Linked DNA regions of Zea mays: region 2 is linked to region 1. A link is a contact called in public Hi-C data. All regions are on one chromosome and are shown on one strand. The core of a region is the stretch at or near the end of the contact, and the rest is flanking DNA. Distances in the headings are between cores, read along the strand shown. Region 1 holds the start of LOC103641534 (Protein RAE1). Region 2 holds the start of LOC100280831 (nucleus protein).

Region 1 (7,040 bases), core at 2,496-4,995:
GAGCTAGCGCGCACGGCCAATGCACATCTAACAGTTAGCAGCGCGCATGTACCCAACGCAAGGGGCAGGCTGCAAGCCAGGGGCGATGGCAGGGGGGACACGGGAGCAATGCCCCCCCTAATGCTCCCCTAATTCTGTAGGACATGTTAGTTTTTAGCTAATTCTCATGTAAATAGTGCAAAAAATGCTTCTAACAGCCCCCTTATTCTAATTTGGTCCCCCCTAATTTTGGATCCTGGCTTCGTCCCTGCTGCAAGCAGCACCATGGCAGACCTGCTGCAACACACTAGTACATCAGGCCTGTGAGGACGTCGTCATGGCACTCACCCCCAAGATGGCCGCTGGTGGCTTTGCCAAACATACTTTAACTTACAGCCCCTCCTTTGATCCAATCCTGGATCCGCCACTGAACCACACTATAACAAGATTCGAAGGACAGGTATGGCACAGTGGTGAGAAGCTGCCTTCCCACTAAGCCAAAGGTCTTGGGTTCGACGCAGTCTCTGCAAAATACAGGGGTAAGGCTATGGCCAGCAGATCGTGCAGTCTCTGCAAAATACAGGGGTAAGGCTATGGCCAGCAGATCGTGCAGTCTCTGCAAAATACATGGGTAAGGCTATGGCCAGCAGATCGTGCATGTGGCCGTGCAAAACACTGGTTTGCACTATAGACGACATGGTTTACACTTTACAGAGTGGAGTTCAAATGCAAGATGGAGATGAGTAAGCTGCTGGAGATAGCCTAAGGCTTGCCTCGGTTATTCCTTCCTCAGACCCCCACTCATATGGGAGCCATCAGCACTGGGTCTGTACACAGTATAACTAGATTCCTTTCTTTGCAAGAGCTTGAAGCACATGATACTAATCTAAATGCACAAGAAAAAATATATGCCGGTATGATGGACATACCACCCAAGGAGTGCGTCGATGTCCAGTCAAAACCTTCAAACATTTCCCTGTTTGGCAGTCAATTATTTTCACGGTATGGTCACCACTGAGAAAACAGATTGAGTTAGTCAGGATGTCTTTCAGTTCAGTTTGTTATACAGTGAGTCAATAAACTTACTGTGTGGACGCAAGTGTTTTTCCATCTGGACTGAAAGCAGCTGCAATAGTTGACCTAGGAGGTGGCAAAAGAGGGCAATACTTGGCAGACCAGCTATGCAGGGACTGTGATTCTGCCCTGTTCCCAGTGAGGTTTAAACGAGCCAACCAAAAAAAAGAAAGATGTGAACAGACTCACATGTGACTCAGTAGTCGATATATTATGGACTGGTCTTAAATATCTCAAAAAAGGCTTTCCTTACCATGAAAAAATATCAAGTTTAGCATCTGCAGACCTTAACTCAATTGAATCAGGATCATATTTTGGGGACTCATTCCACATTCTTTTAGCATGGTGTTTCAATCGAGGTGAGACCTCTCGTTGAGTTAATAGATGAAAGATGTTCCTGATCAAGCCAGAAAAGGCAGAAGTTAATTTTACCAAATGAACATATTTGAAACAATACACCTACCAATATTAATTAACTGTTTTTTCTCAAACGTGCAAGAGAATTGTGCATCATTTCATTAAGAGAGTTTGAGAGAGAAAAGGGCAATAGTGCAAAGAAAGAAGACCCCCCCCCCCTCTCCCAAAGGGAAACACTAGACAGAGCAACTAGCCTTCCACAACTAACAAGATGACCTGTGGCTGTGACTGAGGCACAAGGCCAAAGAAAAGTAGTCTAGTACAGGCAAAGCGACAGGCACCAACAGAAACTTAGGAAAAATCAACCCACAACAAGCTACCCAGTACCAACTCCTGGAGTCCTTTTGCACCCAGAGAACCATAGGATGTATTCATTTGTGATTGCCTTCAGCAGTGTTATCAAGTCGTCTGGCTACTTGTGATTAATCACGACTAGTCGTCCTAATCGGTAGTCCAAACTCAACTAGGGGGTATGACTTGATTAAGGCGACTACTTTTCTGGTCGTCGAACGACTAGGTGCTGGATGACCAGAACCTGAATTGAATTACTGGGTAGCTGAGACATGGGCTGTATCTAGAACTTAGTAACCAGGTTCCCGGATCGATGGGGTCGAGGAACAGGAACGTGGTACGGTACTTAAATAAGATTTTAACACTACGGGGAAGAGATTGTTCCCATGTTCCTGGAGCGGAAGGAACGTTTCCAGAACAAGGAATGTGGACACGTTCCTGGTTTCTAAGGTCTGGAATAGCTTGGGCCTCTTTGGCTTAAGTTTTTCACTTCATGGTTGATCTGTAGCCCACAGTCTAGAACATATAATATACTATAGTGCGTGCGTGCGTGCGGGCTGCGGGCGTGTGCGGGGCGTGGGCGCGCACGCGTGCGTGGGTGTGTGCACGCACGTGTGCGTGCATGTGTGTGCACGCGTGTGCGTGCATGTGTGCGCGCGCGTGTGTGTAAGCAGTCTCACTTTAGTTAGCTAGGGTCATTAGAAACGTTTTGCCGGCTACTTGACACAGCACACAACAGTCATCTACCCAAAACAAAGAAATTAGCTGAGCTAGGTTGGCCTTTTATGAAAAGGAAGAGTTAAATGCATGAGCGGACCCTGACTTGTCAAGGGATGTCACTTAGGTCCACGAACTTTGAAATACATTTCTAGGTCCTTAACCTTGTTAAATGGCTCACCACAGTGGTTGGTATGCTCCAAAAATAGACCTGTAATGTACCATTTTTACAAGTTTAGGGATGTGTGGTATATCACTTAACAAGTTCAAGACCTAGAAATGCATTGTCAAAGTTCGTGGACCTAAATGGCATCCCTTGACAAGTTCTGGGGTCATCGATGCATTTAACTCAAAAAAGAATAAAGAATCTACTAGGTAGCTAGGAATTGAAGAATGCAGCCTCCAAAGAATTCAGTTTGGGAAATTAAAGAGGATGGTTGATGGCATCACATGCATGTATATATGTTGATAGGAGTAATTAACCCTGGGTATCCCTCTCTGTAGAAGCATCTTAACCTGCAGCTCGGTGAACACTCATCAACAGTCATTCAAGATTTCCTTTCAGATGCTCAGTTATCGAGATTTCTTTGAGCAAGTAATTGGAATGTGCAGAAAGATAATTAAATGATGAAAGCACCTATGAAATGGAGGCTCTCACTCATACCTGAAATATGTGAGCCAGCTGATATGACACATCTAAGGTACAGAACGCAAGAAGCAAAGATATCATCTCCATCCTAAGGACAATACGAGGAGGTTGGTGCCTCCACGGGATCTGAATGGACTACCAGAAGTCCAGAAGATCGATATGGACATACTAGATCTATCGATGCGCTAGAAGGACCGCAGGAAAATAAAGAACAAAAATACAAGGAGATAGGTTAGAAGAACGTGAGTGGAGGATACCTGATTGGATTCGATCTCTGTCGCTGAGGCTCCAGGATTCGCGCATCGAGGACGTGGTTTCGCTCGCCCTCCCGTCGATGCGTTCTCGCGGCCCTAGGTTCGGGGCCGCCGTCGCCGCAAGGAACCCTCGGCTCCATCGGGACTAGCTAGCTAGCAAAGGGAGATCGAGTTGTTCCCGCCTTCTCGCCGCCCTCAGCTCGAGGTCGCTGCCGCCGCAAGGAACCGTCGTTCTGCTCCGTCGGCTCCAGGCTCCAGCCAAGGGAGGGAGATCGAGCTGTCCCCGATAGGTCGTATTTTCACAGCAACTCCAAGAGAGAGAGAGAGGGAGTGTTGGCTTTCTATGCACTAATTTTTGTTTACTCATTTTATTGTATTCTTTAAATTACTAAATACGAAAACGAAAATAATATCCTTTAATTTTATTTCATTTTAGTTACTAAATTATCAAATATATAACCAAAAATAGTGTCCTCCCAATTTATTTCATTTAGAAGCTCTAAAATATTTTCTGTATTTATCAATCTAGAGACTAAAATACAATAAAATGAAGGAACTAAAAATTAGTCCTTATAAGTGTTTGATTTCTAGAACTAATTTTTAGTGTCTTTATTTTTTTACATTTTAGTTTCTAAATTGATAAATACATACATTAAAACTATATTTTTAGTTTTATTATTTACAACTTAAGGACTAAAATGGAATAAAATTGATGGATTAAAAACTAGTCCCTATAAATCAAACAATTCCTTAAAATGAGGACCTAAAAACAAAATATGGCGTGATTTGCATGAAAAAGGGACACATCAAACTTTTTTTTGCTCCAACAGTCGCTTCTATAATCACATCACCATTGGCTTATGACGGCATTTCTGTTTAGTTCACGGCTAACTGTGCTACACTTTATATATGGTTAGTCTTCTAAATTGAAAAACTAATTTTAATAGAAAAATTATGTATAGTATGGCAAGTTAGGCAGCAAATTAAACATGCTCGAATCTGTGTCGTACCATTGTGGCATTTCGGGTCTATTTGGTTCGCTACCTAACTCGTCACGTTTTATCTAATTTTTATGTTTCAACAACAACAACAACAACAACAAAGCCTTTTTGTCCCAAGCACGTTGGGGTAGGCTAGAGATGAAACCCCGTATGAAAACCTCAGAGCTCAACCCCCAAAGAACAGAAAAGGAAAACAAAGGCAAAGGAGAACCGAAAACAACGAAACGGGGAAACACATAAAAGAGATAAAACCCACAAGGACCAGCAAGATCTAAAATGGACACAAGAAAAGGTCAAACGATTAAGGAGGAAAAGCGAAACTATCAATCAGGGTTCTGGCACGTGAATTGCACACTTCCACCCCTTCCTATCTGCGGCGAGCTCTTTGTCAATATTCCACTCCTTCAGGTCTCTCTTCACAGCCTCTGTCCACGTCAAAGTTGGTCGACCTCTACCTCTCTTCACATTTTCGGGACGCCTAATTATTCCGATATGCACTGGTGCCTCTTCAGGTCTTCGTTGGATATGTCCAAACCATCTCAAGCGATGTTGCATAAGCTTCTCCTCAATTGGCGCCACTCCTACTCTCTCTCGTATATCATCATTCCGGACTCGATCTCTCCTTGTGTGGCCACATATCCAGCGCAACATACGCATCTCTGCCACACTTAGTTGTTGGACATGTCGTCTTTTAGTGGGCCAACATTCTGCTCCATACAACATAGCCGGCCGGATTGTTGTCCTGTAGAATTTGCCTTTTAGTTTGCGTGGCACCCGGTGGTCGCATAAGACACCTGCAGCTTGTCGCCACTTCAACCATCCGGCTTTAATTCTATGACTGACATCCTCATCGATGTCTCCCTCCTTTTGAAGTATTGATCCTAAGTAACGAAAAGTGTCTTTCTTGGGTACCACTTGCCCATCAAGACTAACATCGCCATCCTCATACCCCATGGCACTGAAATCACACTTCCTATACTCTGTTTTAGACCTACTAAGCCTAAAACCTTTTGCTTCCAGCGTCTGCCTCCACAATTCCAACTTTTGAGAAACACCACTCCTACTCTCCTCAATAAGTACCACATCATCGGCAAAAAGCATACACCACGGTAAAACTCCTTGTATGTCCCTTGTGACCTCATCTATCACCAAAGCGAAAAGATAAGGGCTCAAAGCCGACCCTTGATGTAGTCCTATGTTAATTGGAAAGTCATCGGTGTCTCCATCACTTGTTCGGACACTTGTCACAACATTAGTGTACATATCTTTAATAAGATTAATGTACTTTGTTGCTACTTTGTGTTTTTCCAAGGCCCACCACATTACACTCCTAGGTACTTTGTCATAAGCCTTCTCCAAGTCTATGAAGACCATATGCAGGTCTTTCTTTTGTTCTCTGAATCTCTCCATAAGTTGTCTTAGTAAGAAAATGGCCTCCATAGTTGATCTCCCGGGCATGAAACCAAACTGATTTTGGGTCACGCTCGTCATCTTTCGCAGGCGGTGTTCAATGACTCTCTCCCATAGCTTCATTGTATGGCTCATGAGCTTAATTCCACGGTAATTAGTACAACTTTGAACATCTCCTTTGTTCTTGAAGATTGGTACTAATGTACTCCGCCGCCACTCGTCGGGCATTCTGTTTGCCCGAAAGATGGTGTTGAAAAGCTTAGTCAGCCATACTATCGCTATGTCTCCAAGACATCTCCATACCTCGATAGGGATACCATCAGGGCCCATCGCCTTTCCTACCTTCATCCTTTTTAGCGCCTCCTTAACTTCATATTCTTGTATCCTTCGTACAAAACCCCTGTTGTTGTCATCGAATGGTTCGTCCAATTCTATTGTAGCCCTCTCATTCCCTCCATTGAACAATTTGTTGAAGTACTCCTTCCATCTGTTCTTGATCTCTTCACTCTTCACTAATAGTTGGTTTGCTTCGTCCTTGATGCATTTGACTTGGTTGACATCCCTTGTCTTCCTTTCACGAATCTTGGCCATCCTATAGATATCCTTTTCTCCCTGCTTTGTGTCCAGCCGTTGATAAAGGTCGTCATAGGCTTGACCCCGGGCTCTACTAACCGCTCGCTTTGCAGACTTCTTCGCTATCCTGTACTTCTCTATGTTTTCTGCACACTTGTCATGATGTAAGCGTTTGTAGCAATCTTTCTTCTCCTTGATAGCCTTTTGGACATCTTCGTTCCACCACCAAGTGTCTTTAACTTCCCTTCTGTTCCCTTGACTCAACCCAAACTCTTCTGAAGCTATCTTTCGGATGCATGTCGCCATCTTCCTCCACATGATATTTGCGTCTTCCTCTCCTGCCCAAGGGCCCTCCTCGATAACTCTCTTCTTGAAAGTTTGGGCCACATCCCCTTTAAGCTTCCACCACTTTGTTCTAGTGACCTTGTTATGCTTATTTCGTTGTAAACGAATCTAATTTTTATGTTTAAAGTTAGTTTTTCAATTGAAACAACTAATTTTTTATAAAATGTGCATAGTTGGAGACAAACCAAACAGAACCTTCATATCCGTGTGCAACTTGCAGTCCGACCATATTTCCTGCATCATCCTGTCCCTGTACAAGTACAACTTGACGTGGTCCTGCTAGTTGAAGATCTGGTATATTTCTCCATGTTTCTAATGGTCGAGCTCTAC
Region 2 (7,640 bases), core at 4,389-6,888, 350 kb after region 1:
GCACCACATTATAGTACTTTCGTCTCAACCTCTCAAGGGCATCATAAGAAACAGAGAAGCTACATGCAGAGTTGCAAAATGGGCTGCAGAATGGAATGAATTCACTACTGATTTTGTCCATCGATCCTCGATCCAATCCCAAGCATTAGTAGATTTCATTGCTGATTGGACACCAGGGGCTCATGAAGAAGGATGCACAATAGACACTGAAGCTTAGACAGTGTTCTGCGATGGATCATGGGGAATCTTCGATGCAGGTGCAGCTGCCATTCTAATCTCACATCCAAAATCAAAACTTGTTATGCGGTCAGATTGTAGTTCAACTGCACAAATAACATTACAGAGTACGAAGCTCTTCTTTTGGGGCTTCAAAAGCTTAGGGCAATGGGAATAAGAAGGACAGTTCTCAAATCTGACTCACAAGTTATAACATGGCACGTTGATAAAAGCAGCAAAGCGAGAGACCCGAAGCTTGAAAAGTATGTTGACACAGTTCGAAGAATGGAAGCTTCCTTCGAAGGTTTTTCAATGAAAAACATTCTAAGAGGAGAAAACGAGCATGCATATTTACTAGCTAAATCAGCAGCACAGGGGCTCCCACTCCCCTCATAAGTGTTCTTTGAAACTCTCAAAGCACCTTCAGTCGAGCTCATGGAGCGAGCAATGCTTACAATTTCACCTGTGCACAGCGAGGACTGGAGAACTGAGATTGTATCTTTCCTCCAAGGCAATTATCCTTCGGATGATGAAGCTTACATAAAAAGGATGCAAGCCAGGACAAGACCATATATGATCATAGAAGGGGAATTGTTCAAACAAGGAGTTTGTTCTCCACTATTGAAATGTCTCTCTAGAGCCGAAGGTCAGGAGCTAATGAAAGATATACACGTAGGGATATGCATAGCTCATATCGGATCCAGGCCTCTCCTTCGAAAGGTTTTCAGACAAGGATTTTATTGGCCGAAGGCAGCTTTGGACGCAACGGATCTAGTTAAAAAATGTGAAAACTGCCAGAAGTGCGCTAGAGATCAAAAGCAACCTTCATCTCTAACTCAACTGATTCAACCCACTTGGCCACTACAAAGGTGGGGCTTAGACCTACTAGGCCCACTTCCACCAACGCAAGGGAACTTGAGATATGTTGTGGTAGCAGTGGAGTACTTTTCAAAGTGGATCAAAGCTAAACCCCTAGCTACGATCACTTTGGTCACAGTTCAAAAATTCTTCTGGCAGTGCATCATTTGTCGATTTGGTGTGCCGAAGGCTATCATGGTTGATAATGGAACCCAATTTGATGCTGAAACATTTAAAACTTTTTTTACCAAATCGGCACAAAGATACACTTTGCATCTGTGAGACATACATATTCTAATGGATTGGTAGAGCGAGCTAACAGTATCATCATCACAGGAATAATGAAATCAATCTTCAATCTGCCAAAAGGAAAGTGGCTAGAGGAATTGGTAAAAATGGTATGGAATCATAACACTTTTGTCTCACGATCAACAGGGTTCACTCCGTTCAATCTTTTATTCGGGGATGAAGCAATAACGCTGGAAGGAGCAAGAACATGAGCAATAAGGACTCTAGCTTCGGCAGAAGACGAAGATGCTTCCAAAATAACGAAAGACACTATAGAAGGGGTCAGACTTCAGGCAATAGACCACATCAATAAATATCAAGCCGAAGCAGTCAAGTGGCGAGACAGAAAAGTAAGGCTAAAGAATATTAAGCCAGGACATTTGGTGCTTCGAAGAATAACCAACCCAGACACAGTGGGGAAGCTACAACTTAAGTGGAAGGTCCCTTCTTGGTAGTGTTCTCGTCAATACCAGGATCATACAGGTTGAAGGACATGGATGGAAATGATGTCCTAAGATCTTGGAATGTAGAAGAGCTTCGAAGATATTATGTGTAAACTGTGTATTTTTCCTTCTTTTCCCTATGACACCCTTTTCCTTTCAAGAGGGGAGAAAGGTTTTTAATGGGGCCATAGGTTGTAATTTTCATTTTTTTCTTGTGCAGCCCTGTGCAATACAAGGTCCAGCTTCCCCCACATGTAAAATGTAAAGATCTGAGATTACACCATCGAGTGTAAAAAAAATGAAAAAGCTCCAAAGTCGTCCCTAAGGGGATGCAGAGCTAAAATGCCACCTAAGTGAAAGGTGAAGATGCTCCAAAGTCGTTCCTAAGGGGATGCAGAGCTAAAATGCCACCTAAGTGAAACATGAAGATGCTCCAAAGTCGTTCCTAAGGGGATGCAGAGCTAAAATGCCACCTAAGTGAAAGGTGAAGAAGCTCCAAAGTCGTTCCTAATGGGATGCAGAGCTAAAATGCCACCTAAGTCAGAGGTGAAAAAGCTCCAAAGTCGTTCCTAAGGAGATGCAGAGCTTAGCTCCAAAATCGTTCCTAAGGGGATGCAGAGCTGAAATACCACCTAAGTAAAAGGTGAAGAGACTCCAAAGTCGTTCCTAAGGGGATGCAGAGTCTGGGTGTGTATTCGCGTGAGTTTTTCATCTTCGACATACATTTGCATACATCATCACATCATCTTTTGCATTCATACGAACATACATTAGACATCTGTAGCTTCATCGCATCATGACACATCGCATAAGGCACTAACAAGGAAGAAGAGAAGGTTTCTACTTTTAGCAAAAAGATGCTTCGTTATAAACGGAGACGCTTAACAGGAAAATAAAGGTTTTTTGCCCTCAGCGCGAAGATGCTTCGTTATGTATGAAAAGACCATTCATTGACATCAATCCGAAGGTGCTTCGATGTGAACGAAAATAAGGGAAGGTGTTTTTCGTCTTCGTCTCAAAAAGCTGGGAGCATCGGTTTCGTCCACAACAAAGCAAACAACATTGGGATAAAAGGTAAAGCAACATTACGAAACATCCACAAATATTTACAATATTTACAAAAAAATACATTCAATTACAATTCCTTGTCAAATAGTACATTTTCTTGTACAAAGAAACTCCAAAAGTGTTTTTGCAGACATTAGCAGAACAAAGAAAAGCTTCCGAAGCTTCCTTTAGAGCTTTAGCGTGAGCTTCGGCTCATCAAACTTTGCCAACTTCACCCTAAAAACAACAAGGCAAAGGTATTGAGAAACGTAATAAGGAAAAATCTGAAATAAAGACATGAAAGTAAAGAAAATTGCCGTACTTTGCCAAGTAAAGCTCGAGCTTCGTCTCCGGCAGCCTCTCGACCACCCTTAGCCTAGATTTGAGTAATGAACCCGTTGCCTACGCTTCTGGCTTCGGCTAGAATATTAACTAAATCAGAAAGTGAGAGGCTGAAGTTTGGCCTGTTAACAATTCTTACGTGATTGTATGGGGAGCTGGGTTACCTTGAGAGAGGACTCTGGGGCGCTTGAACGGCGGCAGGGACACAACGAAGCCTCGGGTCAACGGCGGCGGCCTTCGGCTGCACAGTAAAGGTCCAATGAGCGCGAACCGAGAGAAATAGAGGGGCTAGAGGCAAACCAGAGGGTGTCTCATGTTGCTGGTGAGGAGGCGGAGCTCATCGGGGCAACGGACGCGACAGGGGCTCGACAACGGCCACGAAACGGACGGCGGACCACAACAGAGCTCCACAGGCGTGGGCGTGTTGCGAGAGAGAGGAGCGAGGGGTCTGGTGGGGGCACAACTGAGCGAGGGGAGTGAGCGAGTGGGTGCGGGCTCCAGAAAGAGGTCGGGCGCGTGGGGGGAGTGGCCAGGAAAGCACGACGAGGGCGCATCCACGACGGAGAGCGCAGACGAGAGGTTAGGGAAGGGGAGGTGACTGGCAGGTGGGGCCGTGAGCTAGCGAGGGCGCGTACGAGAACAGACGGTCAACGCTGACAGAGCGGGCCTGCCAGGCAGAGAGAAGGAGTGAGCGCGTGCGTGAAAGAACCGGCGCCGACAAGCCGGCCCCACCGGGCAACGGGAGGGAGAGAGAGAGCGCGTGCGCTGACGCGGGCCATCACTGACAGGTGGGACCCACGCGGGCGCGTGCGGCCTGTCTGGGCTAGCTAGGCAGAAATGTGTTTTCCTCCAAATTTCTAAAGGCTTTTTCTTTTTATTTTCTCTTTGGATTTCAAATCAAATTCAAACCAAATTCAAACTAATTCAAACATGTGCATTAAACAAAAGAATAGCATCCAAATCAAATTCAAACCAAATTCAAACTAATTCAAACATGTGCATTAAACAAAAGAATAGCGTGATGCATCATTTCATTACTCACATAGGTTTTGATAAAATAAATATTTAACCCCTCACCTAATTGACTTAACTCTAATTAAAAGAAAGAGAGAGGAAGTCTAGAGAGAGACAAGAGATAACACCTGAATTTGGTAGGCATTTAGAGAAGAAATTTTATACCCCTAAATTCAGGGTGTTACAAGCAGCGAGAGAGTGGTGCGGTCCCCATACCATCACACCTACTTCTAGGACCACATCAACACACAATGCATGTCAAAGAGGTCTCGACGCTCAAGGGATGGTTACATCATCCGTTATAGCATCTCCAAAAGGGATCCTAAATAAGGTTGTATTTTGAAATATAGGACTCGGGACTATAAAACATACTCTAACAGTAACCCTATTTTATAAAAATTCATCAAACGATTATATAGCTTGATTTTTCGAGTCCTAAATATAGTATCCCATATATTGGAGCCCTGTCCTCCTTTTCTCTTAATCTACCACTATTTATTTCCAAATAACGTGACTTATTTCCTAAATTGCATTATTTAAGGTCTAACTATTAGAGTAACAACTTATTTTGAGGTCCTAAACAATTTAAATATGGTCCTATTTTAGTTTTAGGCTCTATTTTAGAGCTCCTTGTTGAAGATGCTCTTATGTATGCTATATATAACATTACAATTATTCATTCTAACTTAAACTAGTTTTTATTATTGACCCCTTGATGTGTACAACTACCTCACTGTCATAACTTAAACTACATTTGACAATATTGCTATCTTGATATAATTTAACTTAAAAATGAAACACCAAAGATATAGATAAAGATTGTAAGGTCATGCTCAACAGAGCGTACATATAGCCATGCAAAACACTATTTTTACATTATATGTTATACTGTTTATAGAGTTTGAAATAGAGAGTGACGTAAAGAGGTTGCCGGACGTTAGGTGCCTACCTCCGCGCACGACTCGCGCCTGCTGCTTGTCATAGGACGACAAGTATCCATCAGCGTAAAATTTTGAAGTTAGGATATACTTCTTTTGTCCTAAAATATAAGTCATTCTAAGATTATTAGAGAATCAAAGTTTTTTCAAATTTGACCAAATTTACAATGAAGTAATAACATTTACAATATTAAATGTATATCATTAAATTCTCCATTAAATATATTTTCATGATATATCTATTCTGTGTCATAAATCTTTATGATTTTCGCTATACTTTTGGTCAAACTTTAAATACTTTGACTTTCGAAAAATATTATAATGACTTATATTTTAGGACCGAGGGAGTAAATTTCAATTATTTTTCAATATAAAAAGAAAAAAAAAGATAACATTTGATCGGGTTAACATTGAGAGCCAGTTTAGTGACCAGGTATGATAGAATCGCTGGTTATCAAATCAGCAATCAGAATGGGCCTACTACGGAAGTCATTTCTCCCTATCTAAGGCCACCTTTCACTCCGCCGTTCTCTGTCACGACCGGGAAAAACCTCGCCGCCGCCGGCCTCCTCTCTCTTGCCTTCCATCCCCCGTTGCGTCGAACCGTCCCTCTCGGTAAACCCGCATCGCCTTGAACCCTTAACCTCCAGGCGGAGGATCCGCCGAAAGGCTGGACCAGTTACCCCCATCCTGCACGGCGCAGGGGAGTAGAGAGAGGATGATGGAGTCGGAGGTGGTGAGGATGGAGATGGTGCTGGCGCCGACGCTGCCGTTCAAGAAGGTGCAGACGGCGGACAAGTATCCCAAGGGCCAGTCCCGGGGCCGCCAGTGGAAGCACCTGCGCCACCTGCTCCAGTCCGCTGATGCATCCTCCATGCCCCCGGACCGCCCCAATTGTGAGCACCCTCCGGGCCCCACCTTCATGATCTGGATACTCCTCCTGAGTTCTGTTAGATGATTATCCAACAATCGCATATTGTGGCCGTGCTTGTCTTTAGAGAACCACACGTTTCTGCGTTTCTTCTCAGTTATTCATGTTTATGTGGGTAATTAGTTGAAAATTATTGGTTGTGTGTTGGTGCTAATAAATAGAGGTAAGTTGGTTGCTCCTATTCAGTTAAGTTGTCAGGATCATAGATTAAAGGCCTGTTTGGTGCGGCTCTGGCTCTGGATCCGGCAACAACGACTTCAGTAGAGGAGCCAGCTGCTTCAAGCACCTGAAGAAGAGGAACCATTTTTTATGTAAACAACAGGAGCTGTAGCCACTTTTAGTGTATGGAGGAGGAGCTACCTTTTGAGGCTTCTACTCTTGCCCTGGCTGTGGCTCCAGCGGAGTTGCTGTTGAATGGGGAGCCACGCCAAACAGGCAGTAACAATTTATTGGATTAGAATGTATACATGCTTGTAGGCCATTGGCATTTGCCACCAAGTGGTTTGGTAAATAAAAAGGTCTTCAGATCTGGACTCTACATTTTTGGACAGCAGAAGGATCACATCACATCGAAATTTGTCGTTACAGAGTAGCTGTTTGACTGTTCACACAGAAACTATTAGATTAATGCCATCGTCATGATTATTATTCCATACTTTTTGTGAAGAATTTGTACACACTACACAGATGAATGTCAATAATATTATATTGTGGAGATCTTGATACACATTGAAATAAAATTTTAAGATTGTTTTGAGCACTGTGAATGGAACCTTAGATATTTGTAACATATCATCACTTTACTTTTTGAAGCAAGACTTTACTATTACTGAACCTGAAATGTCATCGCAAGCAAGCCGAATGATTCAATCAGGGATTACATCAATAATAGGACTGGCAACACAATGGCACTTCGAGCCAAGCTCGGCTAGAGCCCGCACTACTTTGTTACATTTCTATTTTTGTGTGTTGACTGAAAAAGAGACCTGACTTTTATTGATCATTTGGCTCGAGCATTGCTCGTACAAACTAAGAATTCTTTTTAGCTGCAAAGCGTTTTGTCCATTTGCACCAACGAGGATCAAAGAACCATGAGTAAATAAAAGATGGTAAACACTTGGAGCACTTGGACATACTTTAACTCTATTTATTCTTCCTTCTCTATCTGCCTTGAGCAAGAGCTAAGAGTGATGAAAATCTAGGTTTCACTGATACGTGAGGTAGGCTGTTGTACCCATATTCGACATGGAAGGATACTGCGAAATGTTGTGATATGCATATCGGGAACTACCATGAAATTGTGGTTTTAAAAAATAGAAGGATTTAATCACCAACATGTTTCTAATACTTCCTGATGCTTCAACCCAATACGTTGTTTGTATTCATGCGATAGTAGCAGGGTGATGGGGAACTAGGGGGGCATGCAAGGTGGGCCAGGATATGAGAAGAGTGCTTACCCAATGTGATAAAAGATGATGAGGGCAAGGGCTTCCCATTTTGCTAGTGGGTGGCGTTAGATAGTCATAGGTGGTAAGCAATTGATGGCTATGGCAAAGCTGTATT

Evidence for each region. Hi-C and Micro-C count contacts between places; a contact is called where the count stands out from the background.
Region 2: a Hi-C map of leaf shows a contact between it and region 1, with 5 times the contacts expected there. The contact joins the promoter of LOC100280831 here to the promoter of LOC103641534 in region 1. A contact is called at or near these places in 5 of 25 Hi-C or Micro-C datasets (ear, endosperm, leaf and 1 more) and 1 of 3 datasets of contacts at active chromatin or transcription factors (leaf).

Annotation. Positions count from the first base shown.
Region 1 is chr10:106,499,656-106,506,695 of Zm-B73-REFERENCE-NAM-5.0, forward strand. It overlaps LOC103641534 (Protein RAE1), which reads right to left and starts at 3,746. Exons shown (of 18, transcript XR_004853257.1): 1 at 3,385-3,746; 2 at 1,307-1,450; 3 at 1,066-1,182; 4 at 909-993.
Region 2 is chr10:106,852,088-106,859,727 of Zm-B73-REFERENCE-NAM-5.0, forward strand. LOC100280831 (nucleus protein) reads left to right here and starts at 5,639. Exons shown (of 3, transcript NM_001153751.2): 1 at 5,639-6,042. The coding sequence starts at 5,865.